Linked DNA regions of Mus musculus: region 2 is linked to region 1. The links are chromatin contacts, called in public Hi-C maps. All regions are on one chromosome and are shown on one strand. Each heading gives the region's core, a stretch centred on a gene start, on an enhancer-like site or on the middle of the called end of the contact. The rest is flanking DNA. Distances are from core to core; before and after follow the strand shown. Region 1 holds the start of Lyz2 (lysozyme 2). Region 2 has its middle 18 kb from the start of Cpsf6.

Region 1 (7,232 bases), core at 757-3,256:
CACAGATTGGCCTGTGCTGGGGTTATATACCCATGTCACCAAACTCAGCTTTTTTTGTGGCTGCTGGGGGTCAAACTGTGATGACTCTTCCACCAGAACTATCTGTCCAGCCTCTATTTATTTCATTTCATCTATTCACTCATTGATTTTGGAGGTGCACCTAGGGCCCTCTGAGCTGTAAACAGGGTATTCTATTGCCAAACACAGTGTGAGCCTACTGCCCTACTTGGTTCATTTGATGACTCTCTAACAGTGAAGGCAGCTTCCCCAGGTTCCTGATGCTTCTCCCAGTGTTACTCCTCCTGCACAGAATCTCTGCTCTTGCAGAAAGAGCAGAATGGTTGTTTGTTAGCACTGTACCCCACCATTTCTTACCACTGCAATTGATCCCACAGGCATTCACAGCTCTTGGGGTTTTGCCATCATTACACCAGTATCGGCTATTGATCTGAAATATCCCATAGTCAGTGCTTTGGTCTCCACGGTTGTAGTTTGTAGCTCGTGTGTTATAATTGCTCTCGTGCTGAGCTAAACACACCCCTGAGAAGGAAAAGAAAATTTATCAATAAGCATCAACCGCAAATGATCCATATTTGATACCAAAATCAGCCTTTTGAGCTGGCTGAATTTTAGAAGTGATGTACTAGAAATACAATCATGTGGTTAAATTATAGAATATGCTACCACTAGTTCAGCCTGTGTCTGGCTGTGTTGCCTAGGGTAGTCTCTGGTGACAAGTGATCCTCCTGCCTCTGTCCTTCAGGTAGGTAGAACTGCTGTGCCCAATCAGCGAGTAATTTTCAAGTGCCCCAAAGAAAACCCCTTGGAGGACAAATCAAAGAATAACCAGGTTAAGGGCCTTTTAAAACGTAACCCTGCCCCAGTGGTGCTCAGTTTTATTTCCTGCAGTTGTTAGGCAGAGGCTGGTGAGTCTGTGTGAGTTTGAGACCAGCCTGGTCTGCATAGCAAGTTCTAGGTCAGCCAGTGCTCTGTGGTGAAACCCCACTGCCTTCCAAATGAAATAGGTAATTCTCTCATTGCTTTTACCATCACCCCTGCCCCCCTGAGCTTGCAACCTCCTGCCTCAGCCTCCCATTGCTTGGATTCCAGGATTGTACACCATCACAAATGTCTAGTGAGAATACATAAAGCAAGAACCTCAGGACAGAAAAGGCTATTCTGCAGGTCCATCCATCCATCCCTCCATCCATCCATCCATCCATCCATCCATCCACACACACATCACTCTGCTCAGTAGCAGGCACCTCAATGGAATCTGATTGTGATAACATAGATGACGTAAGCCACGAGGAACTGTTCCTCCTCCACATCTTTCCTTGTGTGACGCTAAAGGCCACCCCAGAATCAAGAACGCTGCTAAGTCACTTAATACTCAGTTTCTGAGAACCTCATTTATCCACCAATTAGGGGCAAATAGGATCGCTCTGACTTGTGCACATAGGTCAAAAAACGTATCTCAAAAGTTACACACCACGGTAAGAGAAGTGAAGACAAATACCATGTCAGTCCAGGATCTCTGGCTGACTCTCCCATCTCTTCTCAGCCCCCTTACTCATGTTGAGTCTGAAGCAACAGAAAATTTAGTGACAGTCCCTGAGCCCCTCAGGTCCTGTTGCCTTACCATGGCACACAATGTCCCTTCCAAGCCCTCACCCCAGCATCTCTAATTCAAAAGACAAAAACTGATGCTTTCTGTCAAATGACCTCAGTCACACAGGGAACAACCATGACAGTGTATGCTGCAGTTTCCTCTCTGGTCACTCACTGCTCCCCTGTCCCTGTTCTGAGCGATTAGCTGGAGCCATCAAGAAGAGACTTACAGTCGGCCAGGCTGACTCCATAGTAGCCAGCCATTCCATTCCTTTTCAGAGTTCTGGCAAACTCACAACGTTCATAGACCTTGGCCTGAGCAGTGACAGAAAGCAGGAGGAGTCCCAGAGTCAGGAGAGTCTTCATGGTGACTGGAGGCTGGGTCAGCTGCTGGCTGACTAGAGAAAGCATGCCTGCTATTTAAGCATCCTCCAAGTCCCTCCTTTCCCAACAGCTTGTGGTTTCCTACATTTGAGCTGTGTGCAAAACAGGAAGTTCCTACCGATCTATGGACTTCAGCACTTGATCTTCCTTCTTCATTTATGTGATGAGAGAAATTCTGGCAGCCCAAGAATAAGCATACAGTATTTATTTTAAAATGCTTAAACATTTGAGACACTCCAGAGTCTCTCCCTTCTGCCTTTAGCTAGTCTGCAATGCTGCTGTGAAATAATGGCTTCTGTTTTTCCTCATCTCTTGGAATGCATTTATCCTTTTTCTTCAGCATATCCCTAAAGTTCTATTTTGCAGGAATTTCATCCCTCTCTTGCCCAGCAAAGGTAGTAGATCTGTGTTTTTAGTGTAGGAGATTGGAGTGAAAGCATCTGTAAAGTGTATTTTGAACACGATCAAGAAAAGGGAAAAGATTTGCCACTTGATTCCTGAGCTGGGACATTCCTTACTCCTTGCCATGGTGGATCCTCTACTGACTAATACACTCACATCCCAGTGGGTCCTCAGCACAGAACAACACAGCAAGGTATGCTTAATACTGAGTCCAACATCCAACTATGGTCAGCTAACATTCGTTTTAAACCAGTGCTCTTAATTATTTAAAAAGCATTTCCCTGTGTGTTACTTACAGAAAACTGGACTGTATGTTTTTTCTATGTCTAAAATAAAAAAAAAGAAAAGGAAATATTAGGCTGTATTTCAGAAGAGAATGGCACAAAAATGACAACAAATGGAATGTGTGGTTTTTAGTTTTCAATTATTATTTGTGTTTTATGTGTATAGACATTCTTGCCTGCATGTATGTCTGTGCATCCCCTATGTGCCTGATCCTACGGAGGTCAGAAAAGGGTGTCAGATCCTTGGGGTGGAGTTACAGACAGCTGTGGGCATACTCATGGGTGCTGAGGAATTGAACCTGGGTACTATGGGAGAATGAGTGCTCTCCAGTGATGAGCCATCTCTCCAGTCCCTGTGGGCATCCTTAGAAAACAACACTGTTGGAAAGCCAAGCACTGGGTCCTGGCCCTGGACTAGGGGACAGACTCTATGGTGCACACAAAGCCATCCCTTTGCCCTCTCCCTAATCATCACTCATGCAGTTACTGTGCTGGGTGAGGAGGCTCCTTACTTCCGGTTGTCACCCTGAGACACACTGAATGTACTGGTCTAGTGTGCCGATTAGAAACGGAAGGGCTAGCCGAGCATGGTGTTGCATGCCTTTAATGCCAGCACTTGGGAGGCAGAGGCAGGTGGATTTCTGAGTTGAGGCCAGCCTGGTCTACAAAGTGAGTTCCAGGACAGCCAGGGCTACACAGAGAAACTCTGTCTCAGAAAAACAAAAAACAAGAAAGAAAGAAAAGGAAAAAAGGGAAGGACTGATTTAGATGTCCTAAATTATTTGTCCTGGAGCAGGAGATACGGACAGTGACAAGATTTAATCTTATTTTATTATCCCCTTCAGATAATAGGCTGAGCAAGAGATTTAATAGTAAAATAGCAAATTCCCATAATTTTGGGTAGAAATTTGTCCTACACAGAAATTTGCTATATACTAGATGTTTTATTTGGTAAGTTATATAAATTTTGCTATGTTTTTTATTATATGTGTTTTATGTATATGTGAACACTATAGCTGTCTTCAGATATACCAGAAGAGGTTACTGGATCCCATTAGAGATGGTTGTGAGCCACTATGTGGTTTTTGGGGATTGAACTTGGGACCTCTCAGAAGAGCAGTCAGTGCTCTTAACCATTGAGCCGTCTCTGCAGCCCACAAGGACAGTTTTCCTCTTACACATTTGGGTACAGGTCTCTGCAGGAAAACCTTTTAATACCATATCTTAATTTCCAGCATTAAGTGCAAAAGGAAGATTCCATCATATTCAGTACTAATTCTAGTGATTCCTGGTACTTTAATAAATGAGAAAGAGTGCTTTGGAGCCTAGAGAAGTGGCTCCGAATTTGAAAGCACTGCTGCTCCTCCAGAGGACCCGAGTTTGATTCCCACCACATCAGTCAGCTGGAAGCTGCCTGTGTCTCCAGCTCCATGGTTGTCCACTTCTTCTGGGCTCGGTGGCACTAGTTCTCATGCACACAGCCACACATATGCACGGTTCAAATGATCACTAAAGGTTCTAAAAAGAGTGCTTTTTATACTGTCAAATGGGACAGAATGAACACACGTTTCTCACCAACAGGCACAAATTCGTGCCTTCCTGGGAAACACTTTCTTGGTCATTTTCCCTTGGCCTAACAGAACAAAGCTGTTTAAATCCAAACAAGACGCAGATTCCATGGCAGGCCTTCCTGTTCCCCACTCCTACCTTTCAACTTCGCTGCGAGTAACACCACTCAAGCCACTCCCTGTGCAGAGCCCTTCGAGGGATCCACAGATATGCCTTAAGTTTTGTGAAGTGTGGAGCCACTCTCCAGAGTGTTGTAGCTGAGGGGTAGGGCCTGCTTTGGCAAGTGCAGCAGCCATTGTGGGGCACGGCCAGCTCTGGGCATCCCTTGGACATAAACATGGTACCTGATGGCAGCCCACAACAGGGATGTCCATATGACCTTCAGGGATAACATCGACATAGACCACCCCTGCTATATAGCCACAAACCCAGACACTGTCCTCAGTGGCATCATGGGCCAGGACCAAACCATGGCTTCAAGTGGCAGGACAGGCTACTCACATCCTTTCTAATCATGAACAACACATCACCAGCTCTGCCTCTCCTCATTTTGCACACACTTTCCTACTTCTCTTTCTTTCCCATCTCTCCACTCTTACTTGTTCCTCTTAGCAGGAGGGGGTAGTGGGGTGTGTTGCAATTGGGTGTAGCAGAGGACAGCGGTTTCCCTTCCCTAGTTTATCTAGGGATACTTCGGGCTCTTTAGGCTCCAGAAACTCCTCTGGTGCAGCCTGTTCCTCATCACAGTATTGGGATTACAAGTGCCAACCACTCACTCATCACTCTCCACCAGCTCCCTTTGGACTCAAGTGTCCCTATTTCTGTCTGATACAACGATCCTTCAGAAAAGAGGCAGCCTCAAGGACTCCTGTCTGAAGCTGGAGAAAACGCTCAGTGATGCTAATATTTGGGCCCACAGAGAAACACCAGCTTTACTCCACTTCTTCTGGGATGGCTTGCCCTGATCTTGGGCTTTCCATTCAGGTCCTTAGTGCTTAAGGCTCCATGGTCAACCAAAGATGGCAAGTACTAGATAGACGCTACTGAAGGAAAAACCAAACAGAAAGGACTAAGAGGAAACAGCAACAGAAAATGAAAAACAGTCACAATGACAGCCTTGGAGAGATCAGAGAAGGAAGAGCAACATAATGAGCAGGGGACAAAATAAGTCTTGGTGTTTATAAAAACGCATTTCACACTGAGAGACTGCACACTCACTCCTGAGCAGGAAGCCCAGAGCAGTGGCAAGAAGTCTCTGCTGTGCGGTCTGCAGCTGCTGAGGAGGCTGGGTAGGCACCACCTACCTATCAGCCAACACGCTAGGGCAGAGCCCGGTGCCTCTGAAGGAAAACCTCCGCTGGGCAGCAATCACCACGGGAATGTTTCAGACATGACCGAGACAGAATGAAGCTAGTTGGAGGTCCCTCCTGATTTCATTAATGTTTTAAAAAGTACATTAATCAATATATGTGTATAAGGATATCGACTTTCTATGCACTCCCCAGCTCTGAATAAAGACAAATATTTGTATTTATTAATTATAGCTTTAGCCCTTAGCTAACTCTTGTTTCCAACTAGCTCTTACAACTTAAATTAACCCATATGTATTACTATGCTCTGGCAGGAGGCTCATAATTTATGTCTCCTTCAGTGCCAGCGAGCTTCTTCCTCTGCATCCCTTCACCTCACACCTGACTCTCGCAGAGTTCCACTCTCCTCCTGGAAGTCCCACCTTCTACCTCCTGCTGACCTCTAACCTTTCAGCTCTTTATCAGACCAATCACAAGGTGATGGAGAAGATGTTTAGGAGTCACTAAGACATGTGATGTGTGCATTTCATCTTTTATCTTGTGCATCCCGGGTTTGAAATCAAGTCCCCGGGCTTGGAAGGAGGCATTTGGCGCCCCACTCCCTCTTTTCTGACTGTGCAGTTTCTTTCCTTTTAAAGAATGATTTATTTATTTTATGTATGTGAGTATACTGTAGCTGTACAGTTGGTTGTGAGCCTTCATGTCATTGTGGGGAATTGAATTTAAGACCTATGCTCATTCTGGCCAATCATGCTCATTCCACTTGGACCAACTTGTTCTGGCCCTGCTTGCTCTGGCCCAAAGAATTATTTATTATTATAAACAAGTACACTGTAGCTGTCTTCAGACACACCAAAAGGGAGTGTTAGATCTCATTACAGGTGGTTGTGAGTAACCATGTGGTTGCTGAAATTGAACTCAGGACCTTCAGGAGAAGCAGTCAGTGCTCTTACCCAGTGAGCCGTCTCGCCACCCCCGCCAATGCAGTTTTTAAAGATCTTTGGAAGCTCTTAGCTGGGGTGGCTGCTGGGACTTTTGCAAAGGCTGTCATTCCTCTAGGCTCAGAGGGGAGCTCAGTTAACCAGCAGGTGCTCTGAATTTGAAGGATAAGGCAAAGGGAAGTGAACTCAGGCCATTTGTGGAGAGCAAATGGCAGCCTCAAAATGCGCTGTTCGTACTGGTTCTGATGATGAGATTACGAGATGGAAATACAGCTAGTATACAAAATTCCACATACATTATAATTTAGACCCATGTTTAGATATATGTGTGTGTATGTGTATATATATGTGTGTGTGTGTATATATATATGTATATATGTGTGTGTGTGTATATATATATATGGGCCTAAAATATAATATATAAACATTGGTAAAAAATATCACACACAAACACAGACACACACACACACACACACACACACACACACACACACACACACACACAGAGTGTGGGTACCATAGAGAAGGTTATGTGCTGAGCAGAACAGGGCAGAGCATAGCAGTTTGACATGTCTGATAGGATAGGAAATTCTAACAGAGCTGACACTTGTCCTGTCATTTTTCATTCTATGTCTTCACATCATGGTTAACGGTGAGTAAGTTTAAACTAGCAAGTAAATAAATATACATCAAATAAATATAAAATTGGTAACTGATAGAGCCGTGAGCAC
Region 2 (6,674 bases), core at 349-2,848, 110 kb after region 1:
GCAACCACATGGTGGCTCACAACCATCTGTAATGGGGTCTGATGCCCTCTTCTGGTGTGTCTGAAGACAGCTACAGTGTATTTATATATAATAAATAAATAAGTCTTTGGGAAAAAATAAATGATAAAAGAATTTGTTCACTTTACTATTCTGTAAGTATTTTACTGTAATGTTAGCTTGGTCTGGACCACTATGTCAATAAGATTCCATTATGACTCAGGGAGATCTGGTGTGCAAAGATGTGGGTTACACCTTGCTTTGAGGTACTCCTCTGCTGCTCTTCCTGGAGGGCGGGGGTTGTTTTGTTTTCATTTATTTATTTTTGAACGCAGGTTTCACTGTGTTTTCCAGACTGATTTCTTTCTTTCTTTCTTTTTTTATTAGATATTTTCTTTAATGCTATCCCAAAAGTACCCTATACCCTCCCTCCACCCTGCTTCCCTACCCACTCACTCCTGCTTCTTGGCCCTGGCATTCCCCTGTACTGGGGCATATAAAGTTTGCAAGACCAAGGGGCCTCTCTTCCCAATGATGGCCAACTAGGCCATCTTCTGCTATACATGCAGGTAGAGACACGAGATCTGGGGGTACTGGTTAGTTCATATTGTTGTTCCACCTATAGGGTTGCAGACCCCTTCAGCTCCTTGGGTGCTTTCTCTAGCTTCTCCATTGGGGGCCCTGTGTTCCATCTTATAGATGACTGTGAGCATCCACTTCTGTATTTGCCAGGCACTGGCATAGACTCATACAAGACAGCTTGTAACAGGGTCCCTTCAGCAAAATCTTTCTGGCATATGCAATAGTGTCTGGGTTTGGTGGCTGATTATGGGATGGATCCCTGGGTGGGGTAGTCTCTGTATAGTCCATCCTTTCGTCTTAGCTCCAAACTTTGTCTCTGTAACTCCTTCCATGGGTATTTTGTTTCCTATCTTAAGGAGGAATGAAGTATCCACCCATTGGTCTTCCCTCTTCTTGATTTTCTTGTGTTTTGCAAATTGTATCTTGGGTGTTCTGTTTCTGGGCTAATATCCACTTATGAGTGAGTGCATATCTAATGACTTCTTTTGTGATTGGGTTACCTCACTAAGGATGATATCCTCCAGATACATCCATTTGTCCAAGAATTTCATAAATCCATTGTTTTTAATAACTGAGTAGTACTCTGCTGTGTAAATGTACTACATTTTCTGTTCCGGACTGATTTTTAACTCTTGGGCTGAAGTAATCTTCTCTCAGCCAACGACCTAAGGCGACAGGCAGGAGTCGCCACACTCACTTCCCAGCTGTGCTGCTTTAAGCAAGAGCTGCTTAACCGCAGTTGACCTGTTTGAACGGGGGGGGGGGGGGGGGGGGGGGGAAATAATAGAGAGATAAAAACACCTCCCTCAAGTGGAGTATTTATTGGTGACAAGGGGATGGAAAAGAGCCAACAATTATTGAGTACAAAGCAATTTATACCGGTCCCTGAGGTAAGTGCTTCGCAAGCATCAACTCAAATTACAAACTATGTGTTCAGAGAACTGATAACCCTTGAGCAGAGTGTGGATGTTGCTTTGAAAATCCCTCGGAAGTTATGTCAGCCAAAAGCTGGCAGGAAGCAAACGGTCCTGTCCGTGGGGTGAACTAGAGGAGACTTTGACGATGACGTAACCACTTAGGAAGATCTATGTCATGTCTAAAAGAAAGTAAACGGAAGATGACGAAACGCTGCAGGACGAGCAACCACCGCCAAGGAGCCTGCAGGGACAAAGAGTGTCCTCAAGTCATCAAGTAACTGTGAGGGGAGAAAGTGGGCGGAGGGCGGGGGGGGGGGAGCGAGGGGGGGGGGTTGCAAGGCCCGGGTCACATGACCCGGCCGTGCGGAGAACCTAAGGGAGTAAAATTCCTGCATCACTCTGCTCACGATCAACTTCAAACCCTGTTTCCTCTGAGTTGAAACGTTGGCTCCTTGAGGGAGGAGGGAGGCTCCTGACACACAGAAGTAAAGTTAGGAAATTCAGGAAAGCGACCAAACTTATAAGACTCAGGAAACTGAGGAGGTTAGGAGATTCAGATGGCTCCCCCTGCGCGAGGGTGGAGGGAAGTGGGGTGGGGGGCGTAGCCCCAGAGCACATCTATAGCTGAAGAGAGGAGCTCGACACGCTTAGAATTCTGCTAAGAGCATACTGAGAATATGTTTTTTTGCTGTGTTGTTGTTGTCGAAGTAGTTACGTTCTTTTTCTTTTTCGGTTTTCGAGACCGTTTCTCCGTGTAGCCTTTGCTGTCCTGGAACTCACTCTGTAGACCAGGCTGACCTTGAACTCCCAGAGATTCACCTGCCTCTGCCTCCCGAGTGGTGGGCGTAAAGGCGTGCACCACCTCTACCTCGCCTGGTTCAGAGACTATTTTTACCGTTTTAATAAATAGAGATAAAAGTTTTGATCCCCTCAATCCCTTTTACTGCCTTGAATGTTACACAACAGAGTTATAACAAAACATGTACACAAACACCAATATGCTGAAGATGGCAGAATAAATAGAACTAAGCTATACACTGGTTGTTACAGACATAATATACAGCCTTCACATCAATAAAGACAGGGGTGAGAATCTTTAATCCTAGCACATGGGAGGCAGAGGCAGGTGAATCTCTGTGAGTTCAAGGCCAGCCTGGTCTACAGAGTGAGTTCTAGGACAGCCAGGGCTACACAGAGAAACCTTAGCTCCAAAAAACAAAACACACACTTAACAGGTTCCTGGGGGGCGGGGGGGGGGCGCTCAGTGGCACACTGTTGTTCCCAGTAACTTAGGGCATTGGTGCAAGAGGCTCCCACAGCCAGCCTAGGTAGCATGCCAGTGCTTCATTTCAACACTAAAGGGGAGAGGACTGGGTACAAAAAAAGGTGTAGCAAGCACATACCAGGTAAAATGGAAATAGCTCAGCTATACCAACAGTAAGTCAAAGAGAATTTAGGAGAAAAAAGTCATAAATAAGAAAGAAGCCATCGGTGTATCTTTCTCAAAAAACTGTTTAAACACATGAAAAAACTTAAGATGAAAAAAAAAAGTCATTGTGGGCTGGAGAGATGGCTCAGCAATTAAGAGCACTGACTGCTCTTCCAGAGGTCCTGAGTTCAAATCCCAGCAACCACATGGTGGCTCACAACCATCTGTAAACAGATCTGATGCCCTCTTCTGGTGTTTCTGAAGACAGCCACAGTGTACTCATATAAGTAAAATAAATAATTCTTTTTAAAAGAAAGTCATTGTGTGGCAATAACTGGTGTTAGCATGTGTATCTTCCTGAGTAATTCCCTTTATGCCTCCACCCACGGGAAATAACTCTTTATCTATATTCTATAGGAGACTAATATGCAATAATTATAGAGTATATGTATCCTAAAAAGCAAAAGGAAGGATGGCATTCTAACTAATACTTCCTATCTCTCCTTCCAGGTACTTTATTGGATCTGAATAAATGTGCCATGTGTTTTTTGGCAAAATTGTATCCTAGCCAGATATATAACCCCATGTTCATAACCCCAGCCCTTAAGAAGTGGAGACAGGAAGACAGCAAGCTTGTCGTTAGCTTCAGCCACATAGAGAAACCCTATCTTAAACTCCCCAGAACACTAACAAGAACACTAAAAGGAGCAATGGACTCAGAAGGACACGTCTTGTGTGTTCTCTCTTAATCTGAGTGTGGGATGTGTGGAAGTAGGAAGAAGCTGGGAGTGCCAGGGACAGGCCAGAAGGTGATGGAGGTTGTTATGCTCATAGTATTTGCCTGCCTGAGAGAACTCCAGCCCTATTATTTTGTATACTTAATATCCAATAATAAAATGTTTCTAAATGACATCATTATAAGTATCTTTTCCCCACCTATCCAAGCACATAATACATAGTGCAATTTTCTATAGAGAGAAAATTTTCATCAGTCTAATGCATATATTATCTATTCTAGTCTACTTTATTTATTTATTTATTTATTTATTTATTTATTTATTTATTTATTGAGACAGGGTTTCTCTGTGTAGCCTTAGCTGTCCTGGAACTCACTCTGTAGACCAGGCTGGCCTCAGATTCATAGAGATCTGCCTCCTGAGTGCTGAGATTAAAGGCATATGCCACCACCGCCTGACAAAATGGTTTTTATGGCATTGTATTTTCACTCTTGAAACTAGGCTTATCTTGTATTTTCCATGCAAAAAAAAAAAAAAATATGTGTGATTACTCCAGAGACCTTCATATTGGTAATGGGGTTAATGGTCATTGTCACTAAAATATCTGATGCTGGCTTCAGTGGGAGAGGAAACACCTAGCTTCACAGAGCCTTGAAGTGCCATGGTAGGGAAATACCCAGGGGAGCCCCCACTCACTCAGAAGAGAAGGCAGGGGCATGTAAGGATTGTGGCAGGGGCTGACTGGGCCCGATGTAAAATGAATAAGTAAAAAATAAAAATAAAATAAAATAAAATAAAATAAAAACTACATGGTGACTGTATTGGAGAATTTATATATAAACTCAGCGAGCAAAAATTGCTCAACTAGGGCTGGAGAGATGGTTCAGCGGGTAAGAGCACTGACTGCTCTTCTAGAGGTCCTGAGTTCAAATCCCAGCAACCACATGGTGGCTCACAACCATCCGTAATGAGATCTGATACCCTCTTCTGGGGTGTCTGAAGACAGCGACAGTATACTTAGATATAATAAATAAATAAATCTTAAAAAAAAAAAAAAACTCAAGTAGATCAAGAGCAGTGACCATCGAATGATCCAGGATGCGACTGAGTTGGAGAAGGCACAGCGGGCTCGGTTCAGCAGCAGCATCACCTCTGTGACATTCAGAAGAGCAACATAATCACCACTTTGGAGGTCGGTCACCTTACAGGAACAGCTCCATAAAATATAGAAATAGGTAAGGAATCATGTAGGCTATCGGGTTTCCGTACAGGATGTGGAGGGCGGAGCAGGAGAAACTGGGAAGAGGAGGAGTGGGGGGGGGGGAGGGGGGGGAGCAGCTTAGGGTGGAGCCCTGTCCTGGAGCGCATCTGTATACAGTAGGAAATGAGACAGTTGGCAGATACAATAGATCTAAAGGTGTTCGAAAAGAAGCCTCAAACTCAGCCGGTTGTGGGAGTGCGTCTGTCTCACTGGACACAACCAGAAAGAGTTAAACTGAACGGAAATTAGTCTGTGTGACATTCCAGGTGGGATAACAGAAATGTACTCCACTACCAGAGCAGACTTCGTTGTCGTTGCAGCAATTACACCGTGGGATTTGAGGACTGTAACAAATCAGAGGCTGCTCTGCACTTCGTAGTCTTCTTCTAAACAGTAAGCAGTACTAGCTGCAGCAGCAGCAGCAGCAGCAGCAGCAGCAGCAGCAGCAGCAGCAGCAGCAGCAGCAGCAGCAGCAGAAGCTAAGCTCTATGGTGTCGCACTTCCCACACAACTTGCGCTGGGAAATCTGACTGGGTGTGGGGGGGGGGGCGGGGGGGGGGATAAAGAAAGAAAAGACACCCAGACACATGCGGGACCACGTGGGTGTGCACACTCTGATGGAGTGACACCCTACTACGCAACAACCTGGAACCTCGATGCTTTTATGGTGGCCAGCACAGACCGGAAAAGTTAGCTTGCTTCTGCATGGGAACAAGTCTCAGGCTGAAAACCGCTGAAAGAAGGAAGCTAGTTTTTTCAAACACATGATCCATGGTTTGTTAACAATTGTTGGATACATTGTTACCATTTGAACTTGGACCAAAGGAAGGGTTTGACATCCCTCTCAACCTTACCCTGGGTGTGAGGGCAGGGCTTTGCCATGCCTGTGGGTCTGGTGGGCCTGAGTAGTTGGTTCTAGACATGGCTGTGACGTTGGTTCAGGACTTCACCACTATTATTAGTATTATTATTATTACTATTATTATTAATTTATTTAATATATGTGTGTACACTGTAGCTGTCTTCGGACACACCAGAAGAGAGCATCAGATCCCATTACAGATGGTTGTAAGCCACCACGTGGTTGCTGGGATTTGAACTCAGGACCTCTGGAAGAGCAGTCAGGGCTCTTAACCGCTGAGCCATCTCTCCAGCCCAGAACTTCACCACTCACGGAAGGCTTCTCTGGCGCCTGCTTCTAGTTCTAGCTACCCAATAGGCTGAGGTGGAAGGACTGAATGGTGGATTGTTTGGGCCCAGAAGTTTGAGATAAGCCTAGGTCACACACTGAAACTTACCTTAAAAAATTTTTTTTTCTTCCTATTTCTCCTTTTTAACTTAGGGAAATTGGCTGGAGGCTGAGGAATCATGTGGACCTTATAAGGAAAACAGACATAATGTGCTTACTTCTCGTGGCTGCGACACAACCCCTAAGAGTAAACCCATGTAAAGGAGAAAGGGCATATTTGGCTCGTGTTTCCAGAACTTTCAGTCCATGGCACGCTGGTTCGGCTGCTTTTTGGCCTGTGAGGAGGCAGAGCTGCACAACCAGGAGCATCGTGGAGCAAAACCATGTAGCTCGTGGTAGCAGGGCAGCAGAGAAGGAAGGGCGGGTTGATGCGGAAACAGGAAACCATAGTATTCTCTAAGTGGGCCTCGCCTCCTACACTTCCTGCCTCTCCTCCCCCATGAGATCGGGCTTCGCTAATCCATGAACCCATCATTGGACCAATCATTGATGATGTTTCAGT

Evidence for each region. Hi-C and Micro-C count contacts between places; a contact is called where the count stands out from the background.
Region 2: a contact with region 1 is called in a Hi-C map of nephron progenitors, with 3 times the contacts expected there. The contact joins the enhancer-like site here to the promoter of Lyz2 in region 1. A contact is called at or near these places in 4 of 39 promoter capture datasets (the 3T3-L1 cell line, 3T3-L1-derived adipocytes and macrophages), 1 of 15 datasets of contacts at CTCF or cohesin (pro-B cells), 13 of 484 Hi-C or Micro-C datasets (the AML12 cell line, the Ba/F3 cell line, the HL-1 cell line and 8 more), 2 of 115 datasets of contacts at active chromatin or transcription factors (both in embryonic stem cells) and 2 of 9 other capture datasets (adipose tissue and liver).

The regions. Positions count from the first base shown.
Region 1 is chr10:117,280,266-117,287,497 of GRCm38.p6, forward strand. Lyz2 (lysozyme 2) reads right to left here and starts at 2,007. Exons shown (of 4, transcript NM_017372.3): 1 at 1,842-2,007; 2 at 376-540. The coding sequence starts at 1,977.
Region 2 is chr10:117,391,748-117,398,421 of GRCm38.p6, forward strand. No RefSeq gene overlaps it. Among named protein-coding and RNA genes, the nearest start is that of Cpsf6, 18 kb to the left of the region's middle. Within about 2 kb of position 1,599, at least 176 of the 459 cell types and tissues checked have an H3K27ac peak or open chromatin away from gene starts, as enhancers often do. A contact at or near this core is called in the AML12 cell line, the Ba/F3 cell line, adipose tissue and 4 more, where this site is marked.